Regions from separate parts of the Mus musculus genome. Here region 2 is linked to region 1. Evidence: chromatin contacts called from public promoter capture Hi-C data. All regions are on one chromosome and are shown on one strand. The core of a region is the stretch at or near the end of the contact, and the rest is flanking DNA. Distances in the headings are between cores, read along the strand shown.

Region 1 (5,222 bases), core at 550-3,049:
TATTCACAATAGCCAAGACATGGAACCAACAGATAGATTTTTTTTTTAATGTGGTAGAGACACACAATGGAATTTTATGCAGCTGTAAAGAATGAAATTCTGACATTTGTGAGAAAGTGGATGGAACTGGAGATAAGTAAGCTAGAATCATGTTTCCTTAATATGTGGAATATAGATTTTCACAGATCTACATATGATATGAAAGGAGAGAGGGGCCATGAGAGTGGAAGAAGAGCCCCAAAGGAAGGGGAAGCGAGAGAGAATAGTGGACTATAGGGGCATAAAAGCAGAGGATGGGACTACTTAAGGGAACAGTGGCTCATCAGAACAAAGAAGAAGGCTGTATGTGTTTGAAAATGTCACAGTGAATCCCACTAGTTGGTATGCTAACTAAAAAAATGAACTCAAAATTGCTTAAGAATGGTGGCAGTGGGAACAAGACTATTAAAGTTCAAGAAAGGAAATGCCTCCTCTTCCATCCAAAACCCACATCTCTTATTCTGAGTCAGGAAAATAGATCCTTGTATCAAACAAGAGGGACACTTCTTCTATAGTAAGCCCTGTCTAAATGTCTGAAATCAAGAGGAGCTATTAGACATGCCACTTTAAGACTAGAAGAACACTGGGTGGTCAAGAAGAGAAAGAAACAGATTATGAAATGGATTAATGGCTCAGCAGCAGAACTGGAAAAGCTAATCCAATGTCATTGAGTCCTGGGCCTTTTAAATGTGACGTAGGCTGGGCATGATAAACATGGTAACTAACGGTCCCACCTATACCAAAAGCACAGATATACAAGGATTTGATTTTTGATCTGATTTCTTTAAAGGTACATAGCTGGTTGAAAAGAAAGGTAAGGAGATTTGGAGGCTGAGCTCCACTTATTAAAAAACAGGAAGAATTTGCTTCCACATATATCACCCATGGGAGGACTCTCAAGGGATGCTTACTGGTAAAAGTTAGGAATGTAACTGTTATTGCCAGAGCTTTCTTCCCCAAAGATTGTTCAGGAACTTATTAGTGCACAACTATTTCAGTCTGGGGAGAGCCTCCAGCCATCAACAGCTTGGGAAACCTGTAGTAGTTGAGGGTCATCCATCATGACTCCATCCCAAAGAGCATCTCATTAACACACAACCTTCTTCCATAGAACATTATAGTGATAGAAATTCAGTGCCCAAAAGACAGGACTCAATGCCCCGAGCCAGGATTCTCTGACCTTTTCAGATCAGGAGTTCCCATCGTGCCTCCAAAATCTGCCCCGCCCCCCCCCCAACTGTCAGATCTGGATTTCCCCTTTAAATGTCATCCTCATCTTGCTCTAGAATAAACATGGGCTTTAAGGTACAAAGGCTTCCATCCGTCAAAGAGCTACACCTTCTTCACCCCACAAACTTGGAGCCCCCTCAAATCCTCAGCGGTGTGGAACAGTTCATCTCACAAGGCAGCATGGCATGGTCTCTCCACTTCTCAGACAAGCCCTCCCCAGATTCTTCTAAACTGGGGGCTCCTTCGGATCCTCATACCCCAAAGTCAGATCCCTAATCCCGAGGTTCTCATCTCGGGCACCAGCTCCCCCCAAATCTCCACCTTAGTGGTTTTGACGCCCTTCTCAGGGACGGGCTCCATACCATAGTCCTAAATTCCGTGGCAGACGACAGACTCGTGACCGGTCCCTCTAACGGTCCCTAGAGAACCAAGGCCCGCGGCCAGTGGGAGGGGCGGGGCCCGAGTCGGGGGCGGGGCCTGGCACGCGGGGCGGGGCCTGGCGAGCAGGGGGCGGTCTCGCGAGCCGCGGCAGGTGAGCGGCGGGCGCGAATGGCGGAGCAGTGGGATCTGGACGAGGAGTGCCTCCGCCGCCTGGGGGCGCTGACCCTGGAGCAGCCGGGTAGGGCCGGGAGGGTGTGGATCTGGAGCGTGGCTCAGAGGCTGTGAGGAAAGTATGGTGTGTGTATGTAGTCTTGGGAGCCCCAGGCAGAGGTAAAGAAGGAACTGCAGAGGAGCGCGGTTCCTAAGGCGAAGAAGAAAGAGGCAATCGAGGCAGAAAGGGTGACACTGAGGTGCAGAGGCTGAAGTAATAGGAGAGTCTAAGGCAGAGGGTGAGGCATTGAAGGAGAGGAGGAAAGGACCCCTGTGTGGCAAGGGACATTATTTGACAGAAAGAAAGAAGTCTCCACTAGTAGGAGGACATGGATGTTGGTGAGAGAGGGAAGAGTTGAGATGGGCGACTGTGGTGGTGCGCGCTGTTGAGATTAACAAGGGAGGTTAACTTGGGCAGTTTCTTAAACTTCCCGCCTAGGAGGACTTTTCAAGTTGGGTGCATTGGGAAAGGACACCCTATTCCGTTATCCTCTGTGAAGAACTTCCAGACCAAAGCCTTTCTTTGATCAATCTTTTAAAAGCTCCAAGAGGCTGTGTGGGAACTACTAAGCGATCCATCGGTCTTGAGCCCAGTGCTGTGCCCTGCCTTCCTCCTGAGAGAGCTAACCTCTGACAGGGCTGACAAGCTTGCTTTCTAAGTGTCTAAGGAAGAAGAGCGCTGGGAAAGCCTTCAGTATTCCTAATAAAACTCTTAGCTCCCTAGGAAGTTAGTGATGTCGTTATCGCCACTCGTTGGGTTAAGTGCCTTACCTGCATTTAATGTCTTATGCTGTCATGGTTCCCATTTTACAAATCAATAAAATTAGCTTAGACTCTTGCCCGGAGTCACAGCGGATGGTACAGACAGGGTTAATTAATCCAGGACTGATTCCAAAGTCTGTGCTAAAACCATAACAAATACCGAGAAGTCGAACAGGTATTAATCTTTTTTTCTGTAATCAAAGATAATAGTTTGATGAATGTATATTTATGTACACACATACAAGGTCTCATCATGTGGCTCAGGCTGGCCTCAAACTTGACACTATGCCCAGTTGTATGCAGTTCTGAGGAACCAAATCTAGGGCTCAGTGCATGCTAGGCAAGCATTCTACCAACTGGACAACATCCTCAGCCCAGCGTAAATTTTCTTTTTCTTTTCTCTTTTTCTTTTCTTTTTGTTTTGTTTTGTTTTGTTTTGTTTTTCGAGACAGGGTTTCTCTGTGCAGTCCTTGCTGTCCTCTATATACCAGGCTGGCCTTGAACTCAGAAATCCACCTGCTTCTGCCTCCCAAGTGCTGGAATTACAGGCACGTGCCACCACTGCCCAGCCTGTAAATTTTCTTTTTAAAACTACTGTGAATTCTATTTTACAAGTCAGATAAAATAAACATCCTTGGCTTGGTACACATCTGTGTCTTCCCTTCCATTAAAATATTTTTAATTAATTAATTAGTTAGTTAATTAATTAATTGGTTTTTCAGGTTGGGGTTTCTCCCGGCTCTCCTGGAACTTGCTCTGTAGACCAGGCAGGCTGATCTTGAACTCAGAGATTCTCCTGCTTATGCCTCCCAAGTGCTGGGACTAAAGGCATGTGTCACCAGCACCCAGCCTATTAAAATAATTTTATAGAAATGATTCACCTTGATATTGAGGATAGAGAGGTTCAAAACTGGCTGTAGCGGTGAATGCCAGTAATCCCAGCTACTAGGGAGGCTGAGGTACAGGGACCTGAATCCACAAACTGGAGATATAGCTTTAAAAAATAAAATAAAAGTAATGATATTTGAGGAAGAGGGCATATACCCCTTACATTCTCCAGTTAGAACAATATAAGGCAGTTAAATATATTTTATTTTGGTTTATTTGAGATAGGGTCTCACTATTTAGATTAGGTTGACCCAAACTCACTGGGATTTGCCTGTTTTAGGCTCCCAAGTGCTCAAAGGTGTGCATCACCTTTTATCTGCTCAGGCAGATAAAAATTTTAAATCTTTAATAAATATACAAGAGATTAGACAAGAAGTCTGTAGACTGGCTCTTTGTCCATAAGTGCTGTCAATATTGTGGCCCACTGACAACTTAGAGAAGGAGGGCCTATCTAGACACCTCATTAGCATAGCAGGTTTTTATGCCATGTAGCTGATTGTCATGGTCCTCTTAGTTGGGTGTAGTGGTAGGTCCAGATCAGGTAGTTTGGCAGGGAGCTGGCCCCATGCCTGCTGTCCTCAGTTCTGAGATTTTCCAGGATTTAGGTTTGCTCAGTTTTACCAGTTCTTTTGTCTGGTGGGACAAATATTCATACAATAGTGTCATGCCTCCGATTGAGACATTAAAAAAAAAATCTCTATAAAGTGCATATGCCAGCTTGTTTGATTTAAATATTCCCTACTTTCCCCTTGAATTTTCATCATATTGGAGGAAAATTGCACCATTTGTTTTGAAGCGTTCATTACACAATCTGGATTTTACTCGCTCTATCCCTAAAATGTTTTCTTTTCCTTGTTTTCTGTGTTACCTGTGAATTAGTAGTCATATGAGGCTTAATCAGGTTCAGACTTGATTATGCATGCCTTTCCCACAGATTGCTTCTTGAATAACCCTGTATGTTTCTATAAGGAAGTGTGCAATGCCTGATGTTCTTTGTATTTGGGATAGCCATTGACCATGCTTGCCCAGGTCTGTTAATTCATGCGGAATTACAAAAACTCCGTTGTTCTTGACTAGTTTGATAATTCTATAAAAACAAAAGTCTCCACACCAATCATTTGTTGTCATGAGGTACCAGTTGTGTAGAAAAGGCAAGACTGATGTCTGGGTTTTTGTTTGTGTGTTTGTTTGGTTGGTTGGTTTTTTTTTTTTTTTTTTTTTGGTTCATTCTTTTTTTTTTTATTAGGTATCTGGGTTTTTTTGTTATTGTTATTGTTTCACCTGACACCAGTTTTAAAAGTGAGTTTATTTCTTTGAAGATAACCAATGAGGACTGCTTTACTTTCTCCAAATCATTATAAACACATTGATTCAACAATATTTGGTGTGTCCTAATCCATTCTGGTTATTATTATAATTGATGCTAATGGGAGATCCTTCCCCTTTGATTCCTGAGGACATTTTAAAAATCTTTGTTTGAAATTTTATATTGTCATTAGAAACAAGCTCTGTGATAGGTTATTAATTGAGTTTCCTAGTGAAGTTATAAATGGTTTTCTTTTTTCACCTTTAGTTTCATGTTTTATTAGGTTTTTTTTTTTTTAGTTTCATGTATTATTAAAAAATTAAAAGAGAAAGTAATGGCTTTGTAAAAACATTTGCATCAATTGTTTCTGTGAATCTCTTCCTCTCATCCATCCCCATGTGTGGTG
Region 2 (5,118 bases), core at 1,935-4,434, 1.0 Mb after region 1:
TACCCGGTATGTTAGATTTTTAGAACAGTAATGTGCCACAGTGACCAGCAGATGGCGATCGATGCCAGCGGTCTGAAGAACGCCTTAGGGTCCAGGCACAGGAGGTGTTTGGTTTTACTGGAGCAAGGTGTGGTGGCTCCTGTAATCCCGGCACTCTCAAAGCTGAAGCAGCAGTATCGCCTGAGCACAGCCTGAGTTATTATGAGTTCAAGCTAGTTTGAACCACGGGGAGGAAGTGAAAGAGTGGGGAGGACTTGCTTCCTTGCACCCCAGCAACCTAGAGTGAACTCAATTCAGCCTCAGACGACGAAAGCTAAAGTTATGCTGACCCAAAGCAGCGTTCAGGAAGTATTCTCTTGATTTGGTGTCTTGGTGAGGGCAGGAAAACAGTCAGGAACTGAGGTTCCCTGTTCACAGGTTTTCGTAACTGAGCCCAGGTACTTTCAATAAGGGCCCATCCATCGCCTCTCACTAATTTTGTTGGATGCTCCTGTGTTACAAAGGCTATCTCAGCTGGAAGGCTGAGCCCACTGCTGATCCAGTGTGCAAGAGAGGGCCAAATGGTCCTGCCTGTTATCCTACAGCGGGTGCGGAGTAAGGCATCTGGCGTTATTAACCGGTTTCTTTGGCTCCCCCAAGCTTGAACAAGGTCACACTGAGTCCAGTATCCACCTCTTAGGCAAAAAAGGGTGGCCTCTTGCCCACCAGGGCACCAGGTGGGAGTGGGGGAGGGCACTACTCGGATACCTGGGGCTCTTCCTCCGTGTCCCAGCACGTTCTGTCTTTTCCATCTCAAAACCCAGGAATCTGAAGCATATGTGGAGGCCGTTGTCAGAGAGACAGCTCTAAGAGGCTAGACGTCTGGTAGTTCTGTGAATGTACAGTTCTGAACTTGCTGAGGACACAAACACTCCTTGATCAGCTTCTTAATTCTTGTGTTTGGCACCAAACAATAACCGCTACCCAGGGACCAGGGCAGAGAGCCACACTTACCCTTGGAGGACCCCGTGGCTAAGAGCATCCTAAGGGTCCCGGCTTTGCAGGTCCACTCCTGGACCATGAGAAAAGAGCATCATGCGCTGTGCCTGTTGATCCAGGGAGTCGCTACTCACAAGCTTATCCCTGCTCTCACTGCCTGCACGAAACAACCACCTGAACAGCCAACCGCAAACCGGAACTAATTACACCTCGACCTCTGGCAAGCCCCAGCCCTTGTGCGGGACAATTTAGAGAGTCAATAAATTCTTCTGAGCTTGGGTTTTCCATTGCATGCCTTACTGCTGTGAATGCGGCTCCTTGCCTACTGAAGGGTCTAGTTGGTCCCTCTCCAATGGCAACTTCAGGCTTTATAAACAATGGTCTTTGAACAAACTGAAGCCCCCCACCCCCCAATCTTGTAGACAATGCGTACAAATAACGTCATAGGGCCAGAGAGACGGCTGGACGGGTAAATGCACTTGCAGAGAAAACCTGAAGGCTTGAATTCAAACGTCGAAAGGTGGAAAAAGACAACCAGCTCCCAAGTGTTGTCCAACTTCCCTCTCCCCAACACACACAGACACACACACACACTGACACAGTCACAGAGATCGTTCTGTCTCTGCACCCACCACCACTCCCCCTGCAAGAATAAAAGGTATGGGCAAATACGTTTTACATACATACATACATACATACATACATACATACATACATACATACGTTTGTTTGTGTTGGGGTCCCTAGGAGATACTCTGGCCCCCATCTGTGAGCTGTGTGGCTGCCAGCGCTGGGGAACGAGCTGTAGTGCCTGGTGCCGAGCCTTACCCTAGCCTGTGTTTTGTGCTTCTTACTGAAAGTTCTGCCTTAGGAATCCTTCTAGGGTCTCTTAAACTTCTGTTTTGTGCGTATCTGTCTGCTACTGTTGTCTAGTGTGGAAAGTATTTGCAGAGTTTCCAAGGGGTTTGTTGTTATTTATACTTTCTCCGCCCCCGCATCCCAGCAAAAATCCACAGAACACTGTGATAAAAAGACAAATAGTAACAGGTGTGGGTAGGAATGTTGAAATCTATATGCTGTTAGTTTAAAAAAAAAAAAGATGGAAGTGATACAGCCTCTTTAGAAAACATTCACAGTTCCTTCAAATGCTAAACATGGTGCTACCAAATCTCTATAATTCAACTTCTCTGTATCTACCCCAGATCAATGAAACTGCACCCCCATAAACGTGTGTACACACATATCCTCTGTAATGTTGCTTTGAAGATAAAAGCATAAAATCTCACAGTGTGAACAACGCAGACGCTACCAACTGATGAATGAATGTGGTACACTCGGGCAATCAGATCTTTCATTCAGCATTAAAAAAGAATGGGATAGAGACTCCTGTGATGTGAATGAACTCAGAACCACTGTAATAACTGAAAGAAGCCAATCATAAAACTTCATATTGCCTGATCTTATGAGATACCCAGAAGAGACAGATTTGTCACAAAGACAGCACAGGTCAGTGGTTGCCCGGGATCGAGAGGAGGTGGGTTAGGACGAGGGGACGGTTATTAATGTACATGATTTTTTTTCTTTTGTGGCTAATTAAAATGTTCAAAGAGGAGACTACAACGATGGTTGTGCAACTCTTTTTATGTACTAAAGTCTATTGAATTATACACTTTAGTCATTCGTGCATGCATTGTTTATTTATTTTGGCTTGTAAGACCAGGTCTCTTGTAGCCCAGGCTGGTCTTGAACCACAGTTTAGGATAACCTTGAACTCCCGATCCTTAGCCACTTGTGTGCTAAGAGAATTGAGAATTGAGTCTACAGAGTGAGTTTCTGGACATCCTGAGCTACACAGAGGGAGAAAGAGGGAGGGGGGAGGGAAAGGGAACGGGATGGGAGGTGGAGGAGAAGGAGAAAAGAAAAGAAGGAGCGGTGAGAATTTCTAGAAGCTCCAACACACACACACACACACACACACACACACACACACACACACACACACACACGACAAAAACTTTGAACCTTTCCAGCAGCTCCAGAAAACACACATACCAAAGAAAAACTTTGAACCTAACCTGCCCGCCTTCTTGTGCTCTTACTGCAGCCCCCCACTAGGAGGCAGGACCTCTGCAGGGCGGGCACGCGAGGATAGCTGGGAATCGTAGTTTCTGCACCCGTGGATGGGCAGGCGCGAGGATCATTGTGCGCAGTCGCACTCGTGGCTCTGCGCCCGCCGCTGTGGCCATTGTCCGACCCTGTTGTTGCAGAGCAGTACTGCCGGGAACAAGAAACTGCAGCGGGCGCTAGAGGGGCGGACCTGAGGTCGCGGATTCCGAAGCCCCGGAGGCAGATTCCGAGTGCAGTGGGTAGGAGGCTGTCCTCCGGGCCTCGCCGACCATCCTGCGGACGGACTGGGCGTGGCCGGAGGAACTGTCCCGAAGCTGTGGGGCCTTTCATTTGGCCTTGGGAAGAGCAGCAGGAGAAGGCGGGGCTCCTCCCCACGTTTCGGCCGAAGTGGCTGCAGAGCTGAAGGGGTGGGGCCTCGGGGTAGCCCGGTGAGTGGATCCTGTCCTCTCTCCTCAGCCCTGGACCATAGCCAGCACACACTGAGGCAGGAATGGCCCCGAGACCTCCGACGGCCAAGCCCCAGGTGAGCCGAGCCTTCCCCCACCGCCCGGAGCATCCCACCCTGAGAGGCCCCCGGAGTCTGTATGGAACAGTTATTGGTATAGGTATAGAGAGTCTTAGTTTGGATCGCTTTGAGTCTCCTCCTCTGGAGAAAACCCCTCCCAAAGTGCCCAGCCCTGGGCAGAGCAGGATTTCTGAAAGGATGGAGTTAAAGAGGAGACTAGGGAAGTGCGATCTTGTGAGAGGAAGTGTTCTGGGGGTGTCAGCACTGAGACTTTATTGCAGTGTGCACTTCTTAGAACTCTTCAGTGAGGAATGGAGGATAGAGGGACAAAATAGAAAAGCCCCCTGCTTCCCATCCAAAGGCCATAAAGAGATAGTAGGGGGGCAGAAGAGACCTATTAGAATAAGAGGCCGGTGAAGGTTGGGCGCTGAGTCGGAGACCACCATTACAGCCAAACCTGGTCAGACAAGCTCCAGCTTTTCTTGCCCCCCCCCCCGCCCCACTCGTTTTATTTTCCTTTCTTTCTTTCCCCATTAACAAATGTATAATAGTGCGCACCCTCCATAGCCCCGGCTTCAGGTTAATTAGTAAGAGACAGATTTATCAACCCACTTTTTAGTTGTAGCAAAAGGGGCATTTTCTGGACATAAGCTCTGAGGCTGTCCGTTTTACTTTGATGAGAACATAATCTGAACTCTCTTTGGAGTTGAAGGTAAGAACTAGGACTATAGCTCAGTGGTAGATCACTTGCCTAGTATGTGTGAGGTCCTAGGTTCAATTCCCAGCACCTCCTGGAAAATGATAAGGATGGGCTGGAGAGATGGCGCTCCAGTTAAGAGCACACACTGTAAGCTTTTACACGCTGCTCTTGCAGAATTAGTTTCGTTCCTAGTACTCACGGCAGGAAGTACACATCCACCTTGTAATACAGGTTAAAGGGGACCTGATGGCTCTGGCTTCTTGGATACCTGCTCTCACAGGAACAAAATTGTTAGAAACGGGGGAAAAAAATCTCAGCTCAAGGCATTGAGGAAGAAAGGATCGCACAGAGTTGAAAGAAGCCTAGCAGGGCTCTGAACTCTTGTAAAAATGGTCCAACTGAACCAAAACTGAGCTAAAAACCACAGTTTGCCAGGGTGACTTCCGTCTTTTCTCCCTCACAGAGGTGGTGACTGAAACTCATCCCGTTAATTGAAGCTTGATCCTATAATCTGACACGATTGGCTAATTGTTGCAAAGGGGAAGGCTTGGGGAATATAATATGGGCCTTTATAAGGCTATTTTCGTGAGGGGAAAAAGGGTTTGCACAATACCCACAGAGAGACCCATAATATAACAAAATACTTTTAACAGTAAGCTACAAGTTGTAGTTGCTACAGGTATCATATAATCAAGTTCAATCTAGATAAAAATACTAACAGTATCTTTTAAGGTCAGTTTATAGAGTCCAAAAATGTAGCACAGTCAGTTGCTATGTATATCATATAATCAAGTTCAATCTAGTTAAA

The links. Promoter capture Hi-C pulls out the DNA fragments that hold promoters and counts their contacts.
Region 2: a contact with region 1 is called in a promoter capture Hi-C map of liver, with 2.1 times the contacts expected there. The contact joins the promoter of Zfp90 here to the promoter of Lrrc36 in region 1. A contact is called at or near these places in 2 of 39 promoter capture datasets (both in liver).

What each region holds. Positions count from the first base shown.
Region 1 is chr8:105,411,823-105,417,044 of GRCm38.p6, forward strand. It overlaps Lrrc36 (leucine rich repeat containing 36), which reads left to right and starts at 1,800. Exons shown (of 14, transcript NM_001170788.1): 1 at 1,800-1,888. The coding sequence starts at 1,819. Kctd19 (potassium channel tetramerisation domain containing 19) reads right to left here and starts at 1,680. Exons shown (of 16, transcript NM_001301173.1): 1 at 1,632-1,680. The coding sequence starts at 1,634.
Region 2 is chr8:106,412,143-106,417,260 of GRCm38.p6, forward strand. It overlaps Zfp90 (zinc finger protein 90), which reads left to right and starts at 3,185. Exons shown (of 4, transcript NM_011764.4): 1 at 3,185-3,628. The coding sequence starts at 3,596.